Linked DNA regions of Mus musculus: all the other regions are linked to region 1. The links are chromatin contacts, called in public HiChIP or PLAC-seq, Micro-C and promoter capture Hi-C maps. All regions are on one chromosome and are shown on one strand. Each heading gives the region's core, a stretch centred on a gene start, on an enhancer-like site or on the middle of the called end of the contact. The rest is flanking DNA. Distances are from core to core; before and after follow the strand shown.

Region 1 (3,040 bases), core at 358-2,857:
TGACTGGGCTCCAGGAGCTGCAGCTGGAAAGAGGGAGGCTATTTGTGTGTCAGGGTTGCCATTTCTCTCCTGAATCTCTTTCCAAGGCCTAGTGGGAGCAAATCGAGTAAGTTTTCATTCAGGGCTGGTTTGGGGCTGGAATTCAGTGCAAATTGCTTACATCTGCTTGGCCATGTCCCAGACAAGCAGGTAGTTTAGAGAAAGGAGGGGCTGTATCAGCCCACTTCTGTAGCCCAGGTAGCTTGCCAGCCGCTAAGGAATCAAAGGCCTGCTAGGGTCTATCAGTCCAGGCTGCAGAACTCTCTGACCAAGTTGAATAAAAACACCAGGGCAACCAGAGACAATAGGACTTTCACCCTAAATATGACTGGTGGGCTGGGACTGGGAAACCACAAAGATACCTAAAGGGAGGTGAGATGTAGGGCCAGGTTAGCCTGAAGGAGCAATGGCAGAGTTTAGACACTTCAACCTCTGCACAACAAGGGTGAATGCACTAACCTCATACATTTGGTAACCTCTTTCCACACCCCAGAAGCCTGCCAAGCCCCTGGACTTTTCACCCCACCCACCCCAGCTTGGCAGTTTTGCTGGGGCTTCCAGCTTCTATCATCGCACCAAAGCTGCAGCTGTGTAAAACTGAAAAATGAGGGGCAAGTACTGCCCAGGAGAGGAGCACTTTCCCGGAGGGCCGGGGACTCGGGCCTGAAGGTCCTAGTCTCTCCTGCAAGCTTTCAGTCTTCTGCTTTTGCAGTATCCTTATAAGGCCAACCCTACCCTCCGCCTGGCCGAAAATGTGTACCGTCCCGAGGTTGGACGCTGACTTCTCACTCCCGCTGCACAGGAAGGCACCACTCCCACCACCCCCCACTCCAGGACAGGTTTTGCTCTTAAACAAACTAATAAACAAATCGACTCCAAAGCGGTCCCCTGGTCCCAGCTCGTCTTGCAGCTGCACCCGGGAAGTGTGTTCCGGAGGAGGAGGCGGGTGCAAGCCCGGCGAGGCCGCGAGTCGCGGGCGAGCCGTGGGGCGGGGGCGAGCAACCTGCAGTGCTCGGAGGACCCGGCTGGGCTCTCGGCCCTGCCATTGTTGGCCCCGGCGCTGGCGCTTCGGGGCGGGAGCTCTGCCCACGTCGCCCCGACTAAGAGGGCGCTCCGCAGCCCCGGGGTCGTCCTCCCCGCCGCGTGCTCTTCCTACCTGCGCTGGCCGCGGGTTCTGCCGCGACACCCTGACTGTCGTGGCTGGGTGTCTAGGGCTCCGCCGACCCGGCTCGCTCGGAAGATCCAGGCGGCTCCAGCCCCCGCGTGATGTTCAGTGTCGCCTGCTCCCTTCGCTCGCACCGCGCGGGCACTGGGATCCCCGCAGCAGGAGACACACGGGCAAGCGACGGGCGTGGGGGCCGGGCCCGGGCCCGGTGCTGTCTGCCGGGAGCGTGCACGAGCTCGCAGTCAGGCAGCCCCGGGTGAGACAATAGCGCGAACGGCGAGCGAGCGGGGAGAAGCCATCTCCCGGACAGCCGGCGCACTGCACGGCGCGCGAGGCTCACCGGCTCCTGCCAGGACCGCGGCCCAGGCCGCCGGCAACAGCCGCAACGCCGAATCGCCTAGTCGCGGGAGCCAGAGGGCGGGGCGGCGGGAACACGGGCCCCCTCCCTCCCCTCTTCCTCTCCCCCTCCCCTCCCCCTCCCGCTCCCGCCTCCGCACCGTGTGCGGCGTCCTGAGCAGACCCCGGGGGCCAGCAATCCCACTTCCCGCTGGCAGATTGTCGTCGTTTTCCAGGCTGGAACCCCTTGCTCTGGGTCAGGTGAAACAAGCCAGATCACCTTATTGGAAGCGACACGGGCTGGGCGTTCAGTTATCCGTTCGAAAATTTCCTCTCATAATTATGCATGATAGGGATGCTCTAAAGAACTACCACCTTCGTGGGGGAGGCTGTGTTGGCACTTTTCTCTCCCGTTTGCTCAAGGGCGGTCTTCCAACCTGAGTGGGGAGGAGAAGTAGAGAAGCCTCCAACCCTATTAAGGTAGGAAGCAAACTTTGAAACTGTGTTATTTTCTCCGGGCACCTCCCTTAAAGCACCTGTGTCAAGCATTTTCCTAAGGGCTCTACCCAGTACTGGCCAGCTCCGTTTGCATAATAACTAGGGTCTCGGATCTCCAAGTACACTTTCTTCAACCAGGAACTTGTTCTTTGCTATCTTCCTTTCTTTGCCAGTCACACTGGGATTCAGCCTTCTTCCTCAGTACCCCTTCAAGCCTTGGTGGGAGAAGGTGTCTCAGCTCCCATGCCCTCTGCTCTCTAGCTAAGGCTTCTATGGAAACATCTGTTAAGCATCCCTTGCCTTGCCCCAAGGAAATATTTAAGATACTACCATTTCAGTCTATCAAAGTCAGAAAGGTCTTTATAAAACACATGGGGCCTTTGATCCCGCCCCCTTATTTGCATGAAACTCTGTAAGAAACCGGAGCAGTTTTCCAGGAGACAAGGGCTAAAGCCTTCCTAGGTTGGTAGAGGTAGAAACTGGGGAGAGCTCACAAAGAGGAGAGCTGTCTAGTAGAATGAGGATTTGAACAACTAGAGGAAGTCCTGTGGTGGAGAAAAGCAGTACAAAAGGGGAGTCCCTAAGCCAGGTCCTCAATCAGCACCTGGGAGGCAGAAGCACCCCAACGGGTGTGGTGTGTAACTCCAGGAGAGCTGCTGCTTTTTCTCCTGGCCTCTGCAGGCATCCATATGCATGTGCACACCCCCACAAGCATATACAGAATCTAAAAATAAATTCAATCTTAACCCCCACCCCCAAAAAGTCGAGTTCACAATTCTAAAGTATTTGAGGGAGAATATTGTTTTGTTTTCATCGAGGATGAAATGGAACGGTTAGATAGAAACCTCATGGGCATCACTAGGTGAGTGAAGAGAAAAAGAAGCCTGTGAGAGCTAAATCAGGTTCCGGTGGCTTGATGGTGAAAGACTCGTTCTAGAAGCTTAACAACTAGAGGAGGAATACAAAGGAGCATGAAAGATCAGGTATGGAAGTGTTGTTTGG
Region 2 (2,946 bases), core at 135-2,634, 280 kb before region 1:
CTTTCTTTCTCCCCCCTCCCTTTTTTTTCTTTAGTAAAACAGGGCAAGTAGCTCTGCGTACACAATAAGGCTAGTCAATTATGGTAAGAGATTAGTAAAGAAGAAGCCTGGTGAGAGGGTGTGAGTGGGTGCTGGGGCGGAGGATGGCTTTGAGCTTGGCTCCTCCATACCCTGGCACACTTTGGAGGTGAGTGTGGCCGTGATCCAAGATTAATAATAATAGACTAGGAAGTCCCTCTTACCTTCCCTGGGTAAGTGGTGTGAGAGAGAAGATCCCAATTCCACACGCAAACCTCAGAATAACCTGTGGCCAGCAAGGGACAGTCGCCACTGTTTCTGGACAGAGATGGGGTTATTCCTAGCCCTGGGATGATGACACGATTGGAGAGTGTCTGGGGCCCTGTTCTCATTGTTTTGCTTGTGTGCAATGATGTCAAGTTTGCAGGATGTGTCCTGCCTTCCATGACTAAGATCTTGTGGTCCAGAAAGGCTAAGCAAGATCTAATATGTACAGAAATCGAACAGCCAAGAAGAATTCAAACCCACACCCTGACTCAGAAGCCATGATGCTCTTGGGGGGTACCCTGGCACCTGCTAGGATCTGTCAATACTTGGCTGAGTACCTTCGGGGAGCATGTTACCTCTTTGGGCTTTAGTTTCTCTAGCTCATCAATTCTCTGAGGGAGCCTGCAATGTTGATAGGCATTAAGGTCTGTCTGGGTGCTGAGGGTTTTGTTGTTGTTGTTGTTGTGGTGGTGGTGGTGGTGGTGGTGGTGGTGGTGGTTATCGTCTTGTTTTTTTTTTTGTTTTTTGTTTTTTTTTTGTCTTGAGACAATTTCTCTGTGTAACAGTGCCCTTGCTGTCCTGGACCAGGCTGATCTTGAACTCACAGAGACCTACCTTCCAAGTGCTGGGATGGGTTAAAGGCTTGTGTTGAGGTTTTTGGGTTTTGTATTTAAGCCCCCTTTAGGGATCTGAGGTCACAGATACAAGTAACTTACACACTAAGATCCTTCCCAGCATTCATAGAGAGAACTTGGGGGTAAAGCAGAGAGCACAGCAGGAGAAAATCACAAAGGGGTTGGGGTCAACAGGACCCCCAACTCTAGCTGAGCCTCCAGTGCTCACAGCAGAAGGGCCTAGACCAGCCCTGGGTATCTCTCAAGTGCAGAAATTGAACTCATGTCAGTAGCCTGGCCATAGTCTGAAAAATACAGCAATGACTCTCTTGGCCCCCTTATCGGACAGTGCGTACCTGTGGATCCAGGCTTCACTTTTGCCAGCGGCTCCCCATAGGTGGCGACACAGAGGAGAAGCAGCAGCTGCCAAGAAGCCATTGAGATCATTCTGGGAGGAAGGGGCAGGTCTACAGTCTCCTTCCAGGGACTGAGGACAGAGAGAGGCAATGAAGACCAGGTCAGAGTTCGTACTTCACCAGAGCCTAGGTCAAAGAGAGAGAGCCTGGGGGAGAGGAGAAAGCCCAGTGATCAGAGATGGCCAGAAGGATGTACAGAAGCCAGGCCCCAGGAAACAGGACTGAGGGATGGTGGGAGGGAGGGAAAATGGGAAGGGTGTGATTTGGTGGGAAGGGGTGAGAAACTTAGGCTGGATGACGGTAGGGGTCTGGGTGGTAGGTTTGCAGGGGAGGGATGCTGAAGGAGAATAAAGTGCCATGCATGGGCTGGCGGTGGTGGTGCACGCCTTTAATCCCAGCACTTGGGAGGTAGAGGCAGGCGGATTTCTGAGTTCAAGGCCAGCCTGGTCTACAGAGTGAGTTCCAGGACAGCCAGGGCTACACAGAGAAACCCTGTCTTGAAAAAAAAAAAAAAGTGCCATGCATGGGAATGGCCAGGGAAGGGGAGGTGGGTGAGGTCAGGTAGGAGTGTTCGCGCTCTGAGGTTCAGCTATTCTCTTGGGAGCCTGGAACCAAGCCTTTGTGCTGGGTCTTATGCTCTGCTCTCCCACGTGGTATCCCACCTTCCTCAATCTGGACCTGTCCCCACCCCCCACCCTCACGCCCCCCATGCTATACTAGAAACCAAATTTCTTAACTCTTCCAGGAAAAAAAAAAGGAAGAAAGAGGCAAGGCAATCATCTTGCACATTCTCGCAGCCCTCCGCAGCCTTGGAGACCGTCATCAGATTGTCTTATTGCCTATAATTCAAGACAGGAAAAGCCTTTCTCTCACCCAGTCCATCAGTTGTTTCTATTTTCGTGGGCTTTGGGAGATTGTGGACTAAATTGGCCTCATCAGTTTGACTGCTGAGAGGAGCCTGACCCTCATCTAGTCACGCGGCCTTAGTCACGTGGCCTTTCTCCTCTCCTGCTCCCCACTCGGCCCCACGTCTCCAGCTCCCAAGTCCAATTTCCCTTTGAAAAAGTCAAGCATTTTGAAACTACCCAACAAATGGCATTAAGTGCCCTGGTGGCGGGAGGCACAACAGGTGGAGCCTAGGGCTTCAGTTCAAGGACAGGAGTGTGGAATATCCTTGTGACCTGTGGTAGGCGTGGTTTCTCAGCACCTTGCATCCTGCCATTGTGTCTCCAGTTCTTGCCCTGCTACCTGACTCTAGACTCACACACGAATCCTAATTTAAATGCTCCAGCTCAGCCCTCATCCCATGAGACATAAGCAGGCCACACCTATCTCCGGGCAGCATCGGTTATCCGGGCCACCAGCTGCCTATTCATGTGGCTACTAAGACTAGCAGACTAGGATTCTGGGACACCCCAAAAGCCAGACACTTTCTGTAGAAGCCCTAATGCTTGAATAGAAAATACAGTAGAAACCAAAGCCAGTAGACAGTCTTGGTTACAAGGACCAGGGTTTGGAAGTCATTGCTGGAAATATCTACATACCAGTACGGTGTAGGTGCTGGGGTGCTGAGGCTGCAGAGACGCCCTGATCTCAAGTCTAGTGTAACAAGTTGACTCATAGGCAGCTCA
Region 3 (2,700 bases), core at 4-2,503, 290 kb after region 1:
TGATTCACCTCTCTAGTATGTGTCCAGTCACTTGGGGAGGAAGGAGCATTCACAAGCAGTCTGACCCTGTCTTTGAAGGGCTTGAACAGTGAGGAATTTTCCATTAAGTCAAGTCTATTTCTAAGCCCTGGTTCTGCCACCTGGGCACAGGCCTCGCTCCTGTGCCAAGGCTTTAGCATTTTGCTTAGACCGTCTCCATGGCTTCCCTTTTTCCACCTGTGCCACAGATGCCCAAGTCCTGGGAGGGCAAAGAAGAGCTTGTTCCAGCTTCGAACCCAGTCTCTGACCTAAGCTCTCCCTATGCCTGCCTGGCCACGGAAGGCCATGAAGTGTTCTCAGCCATGCCTCCAACCCCCATGCTTCTAAAGAAGACTCTCCTAGTCTAACAGGATGGGGGTGGCTGGTTGGGTGGATTCCGAGAAGGAAGAATTGAGTAGAGGAAGAAGGCCCTAGTGGTGTGCTGGCAAATGCTTAGCTGGCTCAGCTCTCTGCTCTCCACAGCAGCAGCAGCAGCAGCAGCCGGCTGACACCACAGCCCTGATGTCTAGCACTCAATTGTTTCGGTGGTGTCTAGTCTCCCTCCACCGCCAGTGTCTAGCTGGCAGAGTACCATCACTGCATGTGGTAACAGTTAGAGCAGTCCCAAGCAACAGAGACAGTAAATGTAAAAATCCCCAGTGACACTAGATTGTAGCGTAATCATTAGAAAATTAGGAGTTTTAGTGCTTGCCGTATTTTTAATGTATTTAGTTGTAAATTTTTAACGAAGGCTATATTTAGCAACACGTCTTCGAAATATAGCTATCTGCTCTCATGAGCATGTTTGAGCCAGCTCCAGCTAGTCCTTTTGGGCCTCCGCTTTGATAGTTGGAATTTATCTTCAAGGACAGACAAGCCTTGGAGGCTCCTTACTGCCTATGCCTTTGAGACGCTCCCATTGATGCTAGCATCAGCGCTCTGTCACCCCCTATCGTCGACACCAGTGTCTACAAGTACCAGGGAGCCTTACTTTCTGGGACAGATTTGTACACCCCAGCGTAGGTAGAGTAGTCCCCTTATGCAGCCTTTTTGCGTGATTCTTCAGCTCTATTATGCACCCCATCATTTGGGGCGAGTAGAGGTAGTAATCACGCGGCATCTCATTCTGACTTTGAAGGGCTCAGTGAGGGTTTTCCTATTAAGTCAGTCTATTTCTAAGCCCCAGTACTGTGCCCTGGGCACAGGCAGAGGAGGTCCGCTCTCTATCGTCAGCCAGCTACTCTCTCCGTACCCACCAGAGCAACGGGTCCTTTGAGCTCAGACCCTCCCGCGGGGAGATGCAGTCAACCTTACCTGGAGCTGTAGCGCCATCTAGTGTCTCTGTAGGGACATTGTCGCGTTCACCGGCTCTTCAGCCCCGCCCGGGCACCCCTGAGTATGCTGTGCTGATTTTGTCTGAAGTAGAAAGTCTCTCCAGACATCCACATCAATGTGGATCACAGCTGAGAGCTCCAGCCTGGGCAACCCCGGGGTTCCTCTCAGCCAGCAGCTTTCAAGCCTCATCGCCTAAGACCACCTGTGAGAAATACATTTACAATAGACACAGCAGTCCAGGATATCCTGTGTAGAGAAGGTTCGAGAAACCATGTCTACCCTTGCTGTGTATAATGCATTTGGACAGTTCTGTTATTATTCTTTTTTTCCCATTAGAGGAAAAATAAAGAAAAGCCAGACACAACTTCAGCAAAGAGAACAACTTATTCACTGATTGGTCATTTACCTGTTGTTTGCAAAATCTAGCCTAGACTAACAAATCAGTTCACTGAGGACCAAAGAAAGAAGAAATGAGCTCCCCCAGCGAACCAAAGGCAGATCCATCAAGGTCCAGGTTGCTGCTGTCTAACCCTGCACTCTTTTCCTCTAGTCGCTGGCCTTTTCTGGGCTCTTACTTAGCATGGAAGCCCAGAGGCCCCACTGGCCTTGGTCTGGACATTTAGGCCACATGGATGTGTGTGCAGGTGCCCCATAGCCCCAGAGCCCCAGAGGCCAAGGTCCACCATCTTCTGGAGAGGAGCTTCTTTTTGTAGCACCAGGCAGGTTTACTAATGGGGAGGACAAAGGCAGGTCAACAGGTGGTATTAGCATTCTTACTCCAAGTCACAGGCCTAAAAGTAGCCTCTGGGATGTCTGTCTGTCTGTATTTTTTTAAAGACTTATTTATTATGTGCATTAAGTATATAGTGTGTGCATGCCTATATACCAGAAGAGGGCATCAGATCCCATTACAGATGCACGTGCAGGTATACACATGTCAGAGCATGCATGTAAAGATCAGAGCCACCATGTGATTGCTGGGATTTGAACTGAGGACCTCTGGAAGAGCAGTCAGTGCTCTTAACCGCTGAGCCATCTCTCCAGCTCCCCTGTCTGTATTTTCATGTTTTAGATAGTGACTCACTATTGGGTTGTCCTCAGATGGACACTTCACCCTTGGGACTGAATTTCTTTCTTTTTAAAAAACAATTTATTTTTATTTTATGTACATCGGTGTTTTGACTGCACACGTATCTGTGTGAGGATATCAGATTCCCTGGAACAGAAGTTAAAGAAAGTTGTGAGCTGCCATGTGGGTGCTGGAAATTGAACCTGGGTCATCAGGAAGAGCAGCCAGTGCTCTTAACTGCTGAGCCATCACTCCAGCCTGATCTGAGACTGTCTTTC
Region 4 (3,065 bases), core at 560-3,059, 350 kb before region 1:
AGGCGCTTACTGTTCAACCTCCTTGTTGGTGGAAGGCCTCTGACTGTAGTTCTGAAGTAGGGCTATCCCAAGGAGCACACACACTTGACTTCTCTAGGCCTCGCTATCTCCATTTATCTAAAAACTGGGATGCTGGACAGGAGGGAGGGCCACAGATAACACAGGAGAACTTCCACTGAGCTGGGTGCTGATGAGCGGTATCTGATTGATGGCTCCTGGCTAGGACTTGGGGTTACAGAATAGGGTAGAACTGGGGGATCCCATAGTTGTCTCCTGTGCACTGAGGGCTTTGGGTTTGGGGAATCTGGAAAGAGGGAAATCCCCTGAGAAGGCATGGCATGCGTTTTGCAAGGAAGGCGTTATTAAGGAGATTGATAGGGTCTTTAGCCCCTGGAGAAGAAGGGGCTTCAGGGAGGCTCCTATCAGGTCTATAAGAAAGCGCTTGTCCCAGCAGGGGAGAAAGAAGGAGGAATGAGCTCGCTCTGCTACTGCTGGTGTCCTTCACACAGAGGAAGTACAGGGAGCAGCATCAGTCTCCCTTGCTCCAGGCACTGTGCTAGGACCTGGGGCTACAGTGATAAGTGTAAGGTGCATGGGTCAGGTTCCCAGGCAATGGGGGAGAGCCAGAAACATCCTCAGGCATTCTGAGGCATCACCAGCTGTGATTGGTCCTTTGAAGACCAAGTTCAAGGTACCTTGAGAATGTAAAACAGGCACATTTGATAGGTTACCTCTTCATCTTGGGTTCTCTTATCCCCATTGTGCAGTGCAGGGAGTCCCAAGATGCCATTTCCTGATATCAGATAACCCTGTGTATGACCTGAAGGTATTGGGTGCGTATGGGAAAACTGGAAAAGGGCATCCACGGGAGAAGATGGCCTGAGGGACACGCTGGAACTCAAGTACGTGCTGCTGTGTCTATAGATAGATAGATAGATAGATAGATAGATAGATAGATAGATAGATAGAGATGAGATTGGCTGTGCTGCTCAGTGGTAGAGTACACACTAGGCTGGTGAGGTCCTGGGTACAATCCCCATCGAAACCCCAAACAAACAAAATGATAAAACGAATTAGGTGACTCTTGGGTGCTGAGGCAGGTGGATCTGAAGGTCAGTTTGCTCTACACCGTTAGGCCCTGTCTCAGGGAAAGATATTTTAAAAAAAGGTGAGCTCAATGTTTTGTCTAGTGCTAGGAAAATGGCTCAGAGATTGAGAGTGGTTACCGCTCTTGCCAAGGACAAGTGACCAGGTGGCTTACAACCACTCACAGTTCCAGCTGTAGCTCCAGGGGGATCTGATGCCTCTGCCTTCAGCATGCATTTATGAGTGCACACACACACACACACACACACACACACACACACACACACACAATTAAAAATAAAACAGATCTTTAAAAGATGTAAGAGAGGAACAAAAAGAGAGGATGTCCTATCTAACCTAACCCATCAGTTTGTACCCACAACTCGTTAGCTTTGGGACCCTTGGTGTGTTTGATACGGCACATTCCTACCGGCACTAGCTGCATTACTGGGGCTCAGTAGCTAAATGTAGCCAGTAGGGCTGGTTCTGGGCAGTCAGGACAGGCAGTGGACTCTTCTGTTTCCCCCTCAGTGGGGTGGATGGATGGTCACCACGTCCAGTGGGGCAGCACTTGGCCTCGGCGTTCATCTGACCGTGCTCTCTGGCTGCGGTGGCTGTGACTGCTTGCACTGAGGTAGGAGTTGGAAGCCCAGAGGCTGGGCCTAATGAAGAAGAAAAGCCCTTGGGATCCAAGTGTGGCCAGAGGAGGCGACCTGGTGGCAGCCAGTGGGTGTGGGACAGAGGTGGCTGAGAGCCGAGGGATCAGAAGCCCACAGGCCTTCATTGTGCGCCTGTCACACTTCCTCTGGCTTTATTGCTTTTGTCCAACACCCTATTGTCTGGTTTCCTTTTGTCCCGGCTTTCAGCACCACTGCCTTTTATTTTCCAGCCAGCCTGGTTGTTTTCATTTCTTTTGTCTGAAGTTCCTGAGAGGAAGGTTTTATTTTCAGCGGTTTGATTAATTCACAGCTTGAGCCCGGGTTTGTTTGTTATGTAATTGTTGCCCTCAGCTCCGGGGTAATACCCCGCCCCCACTCCTGCCCCCTGCGGGGCCTGGCTCCCAGCCCCTCCCCAGCCGGATGGGCTGAGCTGCCTGCTTTCTGCAGGTTCTCCAGGCACCCCCAGAACCCCTGGGCCTAACTGGGCTGGGGTCTCTTTTTTTCTCTTCATCCAGGTGAGATGGGGGACCTCTGAGGGTCCACTAGCCCGCTCTCGCCCTGCTCTCTCTCTTCTGGGTTGCTGAGGCACCAGGTGCTCAGAAAGTGGGTGGGGGAGTCTGCTGTGGTCTGATCTGAAGGGTGCAATCAAATACATACGTGTCAATTATAATATTCTTGTAACTGGTCTTAAGACACCTTATGTATGTGTTCTGTTGTATACAGAACTGTAACATTATATAATTGAGTCCACAGTGCCAGAGGGGTTGGTGTAAGCTATAGACTACAGTATACCCTGTACCGGGTTGATGTGATGGACAGATGCACTTGTCCCTTTATTTTCGCTCCACTGTGATCTGAAAGTATAAGATGGAAAATTCTACACGTAAATAATTCATAATGGGTTTTTCAGTTGTCTTGCTTTAAATGTGTTTGTTGTGTGTGTGACAGGGAGGAGGTATTTGGCGTGTATGGCAGTCAGGTGACAATTCTGGAGTGGTTCTTACCTTCGACATTTTTTGTTGCTCGAGCTCAGTCAGCCAGGCTTGCACTGTTGGGCAGCAAGCGCCTTTGCCTAGGAGGCTTCTTGATCTTGTTTTGGAGTTTTTAAAACAGCCTCATGAGCCCAGGCTGCCCCTTAACTGTTATGTAGCCAAGGATGACCTCAAACTTGTGACCTTCCTGTCTCTACCTCCTGAGGATCACAGGTGTGTACCACCAATTCCAGCTTTTGTGGTTGTTTCTTGAGATACTGTGTCTCCGTGTATAACCTTGGCTGTTCTGGAACTCACTCTGTAGACCAGGCTGGCCTTGAACTCAGAG
Region 5 (3,078 bases), core at 179-2,678, 300 kb after region 1:
AGAAAATAGCTGCCTCTTGCTGCTCTAGGGATCCACACAACAGGATGCAGGGAGCTGGCCTCTTAGGATAGGAGAATTCTTTATTCCAGGGACCAGGCCACCACTGGATGCTTTTAGTAAAGGGGGGTGAGGGAACTCTGCCCTCCACACAGACCTGAGTGCTTTCAAGTGCCTTCCCCAAGTCTTCTAAGAGTCTGTCAGGTGTTTGGGACCTACCAGGGTCCAGGGACCCTATCCCTCTGGTTGGGTTGACTGGCTCCTTAGTGTCATCTGGTTCTGGTAGGGTGAAGTCTCATTCTCAGGACTAATACCAGGGTGATGCTGAAGTATTGGTTTTAAGTGACTTGCTGCTTTGTATATGTAGTAACCTTGAAAAAAATCGCCCAGGATTCTGACAATCTTGCTTCAAGGCTTTCAAAACTGGCCTCCCTCCCTGCCTCCTCTTTGCCTCCCATCTGCAGCTGTTGGGTTGGAAGCCCCTAGCTGAAGAGAGGCCATTTTGTCAGTGAGTGGATGAGCCTTTACTGAGCACAGGCTATGTGTGGGGCAGGGGGGTGATCTGCAGCGTCTCTTTTCCTGAGCCCACAGGCAGAGGTGGGTTGGGGGGGATGCTGAGACTGGCAGGTGGGTTCAGGTCTAAGTAGAGGTGATACCTGGGTGTGATCACAGAAGGAGTCTCAGAGTGAGTCTCAGAGTGGTGGTGCCTACGGGGCTGTAGTTTTAGGCAGGGAGCTGAATTAGAAGCTTCTAAGGGCTCATTCAAGGTGGGAGGGGGTACAGGTCTCCACCTGTGCACATTAGCTGAGGTCTACCAAGGGGGCGGGATCTCAGCTAAGACGCAGCCCACTTTGCATGCTCAGACCTGCTCAGTCACCGAGGCAGGGCTAACATTTGGATATGTGGTCTCCAAGTTCAAGGTTTTTCCACTCTAACTCAAGTCTGGGACAGTGCCCCGAGTCTCCCCCGGGCAGAACAATTCTTACAGTTTTAAAACAAGACCCACCTGTAATGTCCTCATGCTTTTTCTTTTGTTTGTTTGTTTGTTTGTTTTTTGCCCCTTGTCAGCTTCGGATGAACAACTCAGTGGAAGTTTTTGGAGGGAGCTATGCTCTCCAAAGCTGTGGACAAATTCCTGCCCCTAAGAACTCATAAAGGGGTTATTTGCAGGACAGACCGCAACAGTTCTGGCTCCAGGTCCTACGACAACACGGAGTGCCACTCTTCTGAAGGAGTATCCAAGATCAAGGGAGAAAACAGGGTTCCCAGACTCTGGTTCTGCAACTTGATCCTTAGCGCGTGGGGCGGACTGTGGCACCTGAGCATCCGTCGGAGCTGCTGGGTCCTGGTCCCAGCTTCTCGTACGCAGGGAGGGGTTCGGGGGCGCGCACGCAGGCCGCCGGGGACGCGCTGGCCGCCCGGGGGCGCGCACGGGCTAGTCTCTGCCCTAATGCGGCGGCTGGCAGCGAGAGGTGCTGCAGGGGACGCGAGGGAAGTGGCGGCGCCGGGAGCGGACATCTGGGACTGCGCCCGGGGCTGGAGCCCGAGCTCCTCGAGGTAAGGTGAGCGCGGGTACCCGGTAGGGTAACAGAACCCGGTCTCGGAAGCCCAACCAGCGGCACCCCCTTTGATTCCGCTCTCCTCAGTCCATCTGCATCCCCCGACCTGTCCCATCCCCCTCCATCCACATCCCTGTGCTTTTTTTTCTCTACACTGCCACCTGCCCGGAACCCACCAGATTCTGGCAGTGTCTCCCTCCAGCTTTCAGCCCTCTCCACCCTAATACCCTTTCGGACTCGGCTGGCAACATCCCATATTCCATCCCTCTCCCTCGCTCTCTCTCTCTTTCCTCGCTGTCTCAGCCTCACCATTGGAGACCAGCCAGCCCCTGTGTTTTCTCTCTGTACACCTCACTTTTCAGTTCCCCATTCCACTTATGTTTTCCTGCCTCACCCGTGGCCCCTCTGCTTGCCCTCCCTCCCGCGGCCCTGTGTAGTGCTGGCCTTCGGTTGCTCCCTTCCAGTTTATCCTCCCCGGTCCCCATCTTCACACCCAGTCCCAACCCCTTCACAGTGGCTTCCTTGTTTCCTCATCCTGCACACTCCCTCTGGAACATCTCCCCTACTCTCCTTGGTTCCTAGCCGGCCTACTACCCATCACCTTCTCTGCCTGCCCTTCGTGGTGATGTAGGTCCGGTGCTGACTGGGCTTGGACTCAGTCTACCCACCCTTGTATCGTCCTACTCTGCCACAGAGGCCTAGGGCTCAGTGGGCCAGGTGTTCACTGCTGTGAATTCAACCTCTCTAAAGCCCTTTGCTGCATGTTTGAGCCTGTTCATAGCTTTGGAAGAGAGATACTTGGGTTTGTAGGCCTCTGTGTGGTCCTCTCCTCTCCTGGAACTATTCAGGTTTGCTTCCTAGATGGGATCAGAAAGGGCTTGAGGCTGGGAGAAGAGGCAGGTCTAAGGGAATGGCCCTCAAGCTCCTGAGACTTGTCCTGAGTCCTGGGCTGCAAAAGCCTGGCAGAGAAACCTTGCTGGAGGGCCTAAGAGTTGGGGTCTTAGCAAAGACTTTTCCTCAGCTTCCAAGCCAGCATTCTGGCATCAGGAATGGTCCTGAGTGTGACCCACGACATGGCTGGGAGTGGTCAGAGTGCTGAATCACGGAGGCTGTGGTCCCACAACAGCCCACCTCACTCACTGAGCCAGGGTCTACTTTTCATTCCTCCCTTGGCTTACTGGCTGAGTTATGCATGCTGTGTGTATGTGTGTTGTGTATGAATGTGTATGTTGTGTATGAACATGTATGTGTGTTTTGTGTATGAGTGTGTGTGTGGTTCTGGACAAAGATGCCTCCTCTAGCTCCAGAGGAGAGGGTGACAATATTCCTCTTCTTGCCTGTCTCTTTCTCTGATAGGAGGGCCCTGATGTGCCTCCTCTAACCTTGGAACTGAGGTGAGCCCTGCTGGGCCCAGATCCAATCTTCAGTAAGGCAAGGGCAGGCCATAGCCTTTGAGACCAGGGTGCACAGGAGATGTGTGGTTTGAATAGGGCCAGAGACCAGCAGGTTCAGATCCCATAGA
Region 6 (2,895 bases), core at 185-2,684, 380 kb before region 1:
CCCATGGATGGAGCTCCTGGCCATGATTTGATCCTCAAAGATTGCCTGAGAAGCTGGTACCAGACAGAGACCCAAAAGACAGAAGACTATGGAAGAGTTGTCACCCAGGCAGGGAAGCAGGGACTGATGAAATGCATGCATCCTGTGGAAGCTTCCTGCTTGGCCACCACTCGAGAGGGAGAGGGTCATACAGTCCCACAATGGGCGTTCCTTCAACCAGCCCTGCTCCCACAGGTCTTCAAGACGTACTTCAAACTGTGGCCTTTCTAAGGAGACTCTGATCCAAGTCCCCATAGCTTAGCATCCTTGGTAGACCCTATGGCTCTAGCACTTTGTAGAATTAGAGTCTTCACAACATGGGAATCCAGAAAGGGCTGCCACTGTGTCATTCATCTTGGTGATCCCTGGCATCTGCTTGGGTCAGGTTTGGTGTAGACATTTAATAGATGGGCCGAATGAGGAGAAACCCTTCTTCAAACAAACCTTCCTCCTAAACGGGGCAGGAAGAAAGGAAGGACTTGTTGGAGAAATTCTAAAAAGGACAGGGCTAGGGAGTGGCTAGACATTAGGAAGCTGTCAGAGATCTGATCGCATCAAAGCAGGTCTCTCCTTGCCCTCAGGTTGGTTTCAAATTGAGATCCTCCTGCCTCAGCTTCCCAGGTATTATAGGCATGAGCCACTCCCAGCTCCAAGGGCAGTTCTCAAGGAGCATGCCTTTAATCCTAGCACCCTGGAGGCAGAGCCAAGCAGGTTTCTGTGAGTTCGAGGCCAGTCTGATTTACCAGTGAGAAAAATAAAGTTCAATCTCGGGTCTCTGGAGGAGGCTGTGAACTGGACTTGTTAAAAGGAATGAAAATTCCCCATAGTAACTCTCAAACCTGGGTCGAGGGGACTAGGCAGAATTCACCTTCCTCCCCCTATTTTCTCTATCCAGTGGGTCACTACATCTCCACAGGTCTCACTCTGGAGAACCTCTGCTGTCCCCTTCCCAGCACAGGTCTCCAGCTGTTGAGGCCTGGCTGGACCAGCTGCTGGGAGGAGGAGGAGGAGGAGGAGGAGGAGGAGGAGGAGGAGGAGGAGGAGGAGGAGGAGGAGGAGGAGGAGGAGGAGGAGGAAGCTCTGTCCCTCCCTCCTCCATCTCCACACCCTCCCTCCTCCCCCGCCCGCTCGCGCCCTCCCTCCCTCCCTCCCTCTTTCTCCTCGGAGGCTGTCGGAGTGGCTTTCGCAGAAGCGAGCGGCGAGCGCCCTGCTCCAGTCCCGCCTGGGAACTGAAGTGTACGAGCGCGGCTCCTGGAAGCCGAGCTCCGGAGCGGCCGGCGGAGGTCGAAGGCCGAGGCGGCGCGCTCAGCTTCGGAGGCCCTGGCTTTGGACCCAGCGGGCTCGGAGCTGCGCGGAGGAGCAGAGCGCACTGCCCGCCGGCCTGGCGGGCGCAGCGGCCGCGAGTCCGGGAGCCGGACTGCGGAAGGGAACACGGCGGCGGCCAGCCGGGGGCAGAGGGCAGAGTGCCGAGCGGCCTGGCTCGGAGGAGGGCGCCGCCCGACCCGTCCTCAGCTCGGCGACCGTGGCCAGCGGAGCCCGGCGGGCCGCGGGTCCTGAGCGCTTCCAGCCCACGGCGGGGGGCGTGCCTCCGCCCGGCCGCGCCGCCCCGGCCCGCTGCCCGCCGCGTTGCCGGGGCATGTGAGCGGGAAGGCCAGGCTGCTGGCTGCCGGGACGCACTGAGCAGAAGCCGGAGCGCGGAGTTGCGACCCCGGGCCCGCGCCCGACCGATTAGTAAGTGCGCCCCTTCGCGCCGCGCGCCCCATCACCCCAGCCTCGCGAAGTTTGACACGCGCGCCCCCGCGTTCCTAGGGACACGCTGGCTCTCTGCCGCGCGACTTTCCATCTTGGGCAAAGTTTTTGCCAGGCGGAGCCGATCCTACCAGACCCCTCACAACGCCGGCCGGTGGCGCCGCGCTGATCCCGCGTCCTTTTGGAGGGCAGTGGCTACAGGCCGTTGGGGGTGGCGTGCGCGCGCCACGCGAGCCGGGCTTCGGGGGTCCTCTACCCGCCCGCCCTTTGCGACCCGCCGGCCTTAGGTCTTTCGCCCCAGCCTGACCAACGCTCCCAGTTTAAGCACTCCCAGCCTGAGCTTAGATGTCCCCGTGCGAGCCCCACGTGGGGCTCGGGTACCCGCAACGCGGAGCTCCGGTCCCGGGGTGCATTGGGCAGCCGGGGTTCAGCGCGCGCCCTTCCCACGGCTCCGGTTCATTCCCCGCGGACCAGCCGGGCGCCGCCTCCCATTTTTTCAGCCCTTGCTGCTCTTCACTCCAGCCTGCCCCTTGCCACCCCTGCGTCCCACGGTGGAGTGTCGGAGAAGCGCCTTTCAGCCCCTTTCACTGTAGAAATAAATTGATCACAGGACTGATGGGATGGGGGTGGGGGGTGGTCGCGTAGTCCCAGCGGTTCGCCATTGTTTTCCCATCCCACGTTCGGTACGTAAACACACACTCACGCGAGTGTGTGTGTGTGTGCGTGCGTGTGTTTGCACGCGCCAGCTGCGGCTGCTCAGATTCCCCAGGAGCTCTAGGGTCGCCCGCGGGATCTCCCCGCAACCAACCTACATGTCCTGGCAGGAGGTGCCTCATTACTTGAAGCTGGGGGGGGAAAGGCACGGAGAGTGGGAGCTGTCCCAGAGTCCTTGGCGAGGCCGGGGGTCCGGCTTGGGCTGGACGTGAATTTTGAACTTCAGCCTTGGATCATTCCGGGAGGACCCCGGGCGCTTGAGCGGTGGCTCTAGCCTGGGAGGGTCCCCAGCAGCTGGCGCTCTTGGCAGCATCTCCGTGACAAGAGCTTAGAGGAAACTGAGGAGTTTTCCTGGGAAGTTTGCTTTAGCTCTGTGGGAATTTCCGGGCCCGG

Evidence for each region. Promoter capture Hi-C pulls out the DNA fragments that hold promoters and counts their contacts. A called contact is a pair of places that touch in the nucleus more often than the background predicts. HiChIP or PLAC-seq counts read pairs in DNA pulled down with a chosen protein or histone mark.
Region 2: an H3K4me3 HiChIP or PLAC-seq map of embryonic stem cells shows a contact between it and region 1, with 11 read pairs. The contact joins the promoter of Kiss1 here to the promoter of Pik3c2b in region 1. A contact is called at or near these places in 10 of 39 promoter capture datasets (the C10 cell line, the HPC-7 cell line, cranial neural crest and 7 more), 16 of 484 Hi-C or Micro-C datasets (the C2C12 cell line, the G1E-ER4 cell line, the HL-1 cell line and 5 more), 8 of 115 datasets of contacts at active chromatin or transcription factors (embryonic basal ganglia, embryonic forebrain, embryonic hindbrain and 2 more) and 4 of 9 other capture datasets (adipose tissue, embryonic stem cells, liver and 1 more).
Region 3: a contact with region 1 is called in a promoter capture Hi-C map of Sertoli cells, with 8 times the contacts expected there. The contact joins the enhancer-like site here to the promoter of Pik3c2b in region 1. A contact is called at or near these places in 11 of 39 promoter capture datasets (the 3T3-L1 cell line, Sertoli cells, embryonic stem cells and 6 more), 4 of 484 Hi-C or Micro-C datasets (the N1E-115 cell line, cortical neurons, embryonic fibroblasts and 1 more) and 12 of 115 datasets of contacts at active chromatin or transcription factors (the HPC-7 cell line, embryonic basal ganglia, embryonic forebrain and 8 more).
Region 4: a contact with region 1 is called in an H3K27ac HiChIP or PLAC-seq map of embryonic stem cells, with 5 read pairs. The contact joins the enhancer-like site here to the promoter of Pik3c2b in region 1. A contact is called at or near these places in 2 of 484 Hi-C or Micro-C datasets (CD4 T cells and palatal mesenchyme), 3 of 115 datasets of contacts at active chromatin or transcription factors (T-cell acute lymphoblastic leukemia, embryonic stem cells and large pre-B cells) and 2 of 9 other capture datasets (embryonic stem cells and pancreatic islet).
Region 5: a promoter capture Hi-C map of embryonic stem cells shows a contact between it and region 1, with 9 read pairs. The contact joins the promoter of Nfasc here to the promoter of Pik3c2b in region 1. A contact is called at or near these places in 2 of 39 promoter capture datasets (embryonic stem cells and neural stem cells) and 6 of 115 datasets of contacts at active chromatin or transcription factors (embryonic hindbrain, embryonic stem cells, forebrain and 2 more).
Region 6: a contact with region 1 is called in a Micro-C map of embryonic stem cells, with 3 times the contacts expected there. The contact joins the promoter of Sox13 here to the promoter of Pik3c2b in region 1. A contact is called at or near these places in 3 of 39 promoter capture datasets (the 3T3-L1 cell line and liver), 1 of 484 Hi-C or Micro-C datasets (embryonic stem cells) and 1 of 115 datasets of contacts at active chromatin or transcription factors (pancreatic cancer cells).

Annotation. Positions count from the first base shown.
Region 1 is chr1:133,044,579-133,047,618 of GRCm38.p6, reverse strand. It overlaps Pik3c2b (phosphatidylinositol-4-phosphate 3-kinase catalytic subunit type 2 beta), which reads right to left and starts at 1,607. Exons shown (of 33, transcript NM_001099276.2): 1 at 1,196-1,607.
Region 2 is chr1:133,325,650-133,328,595 of GRCm38.p6, reverse strand. Kiss1 (KiSS-1 metastasis-suppressor) reads right to left here and starts at 1,384. Exons shown (of 2, transcript NM_178260.3): 1 at 1,256-1,384. The coding sequence starts at 1,346.
Region 3 is chr1:132,757,439-132,760,138 of GRCm38.p6, reverse strand. No RefSeq gene overlaps it. Among named protein-coding and RNA genes, the nearest start is that of Nfasc, 17 kb to the right of the region's middle. Within about 2 kb of position 1,253, at least 119 of the 459 cell types and tissues checked have an H3K27ac peak or open chromatin away from gene starts, as enhancers often do. A contact at or near this core is called in the N1E-115 cell line, Sertoli cells, cortical neurons and 6 more, where this site is marked.
Region 4 is chr1:133,396,740-133,399,804 of GRCm38.p6, reverse strand. The region is part of intron 1 of Sox13 (SRY (sex determining region Y)-box 13); the gene reads left to right. Among named protein-coding and RNA genes, the nearest start is that of Sox13, 26 kb to the left of the region's middle. Within about 2 kb of position 1,809, at least 95 of the 459 cell types and tissues checked have an H3K27ac peak or open chromatin away from gene starts, as enhancers often do. A contact at or near this core is called in embryonic stem cells and pancreatic islet, where this site is marked.
Region 5 is chr1:132,740,147-132,743,224 of GRCm38.p6, reverse strand. Nfasc (neurofascin) reads left to right here and starts at 1,428. Exons shown (of 30, transcript NM_182716.4): 1 at 1,428-1,554.
Region 6 is chr1:133,422,751-133,425,645 of GRCm38.p6, reverse strand. Sox13 (SRY (sex determining region Y)-box 13) reads left to right here and starts at 1,434. Exons shown (of 14, transcript NM_011439.2): 1 at 1,434-1,770.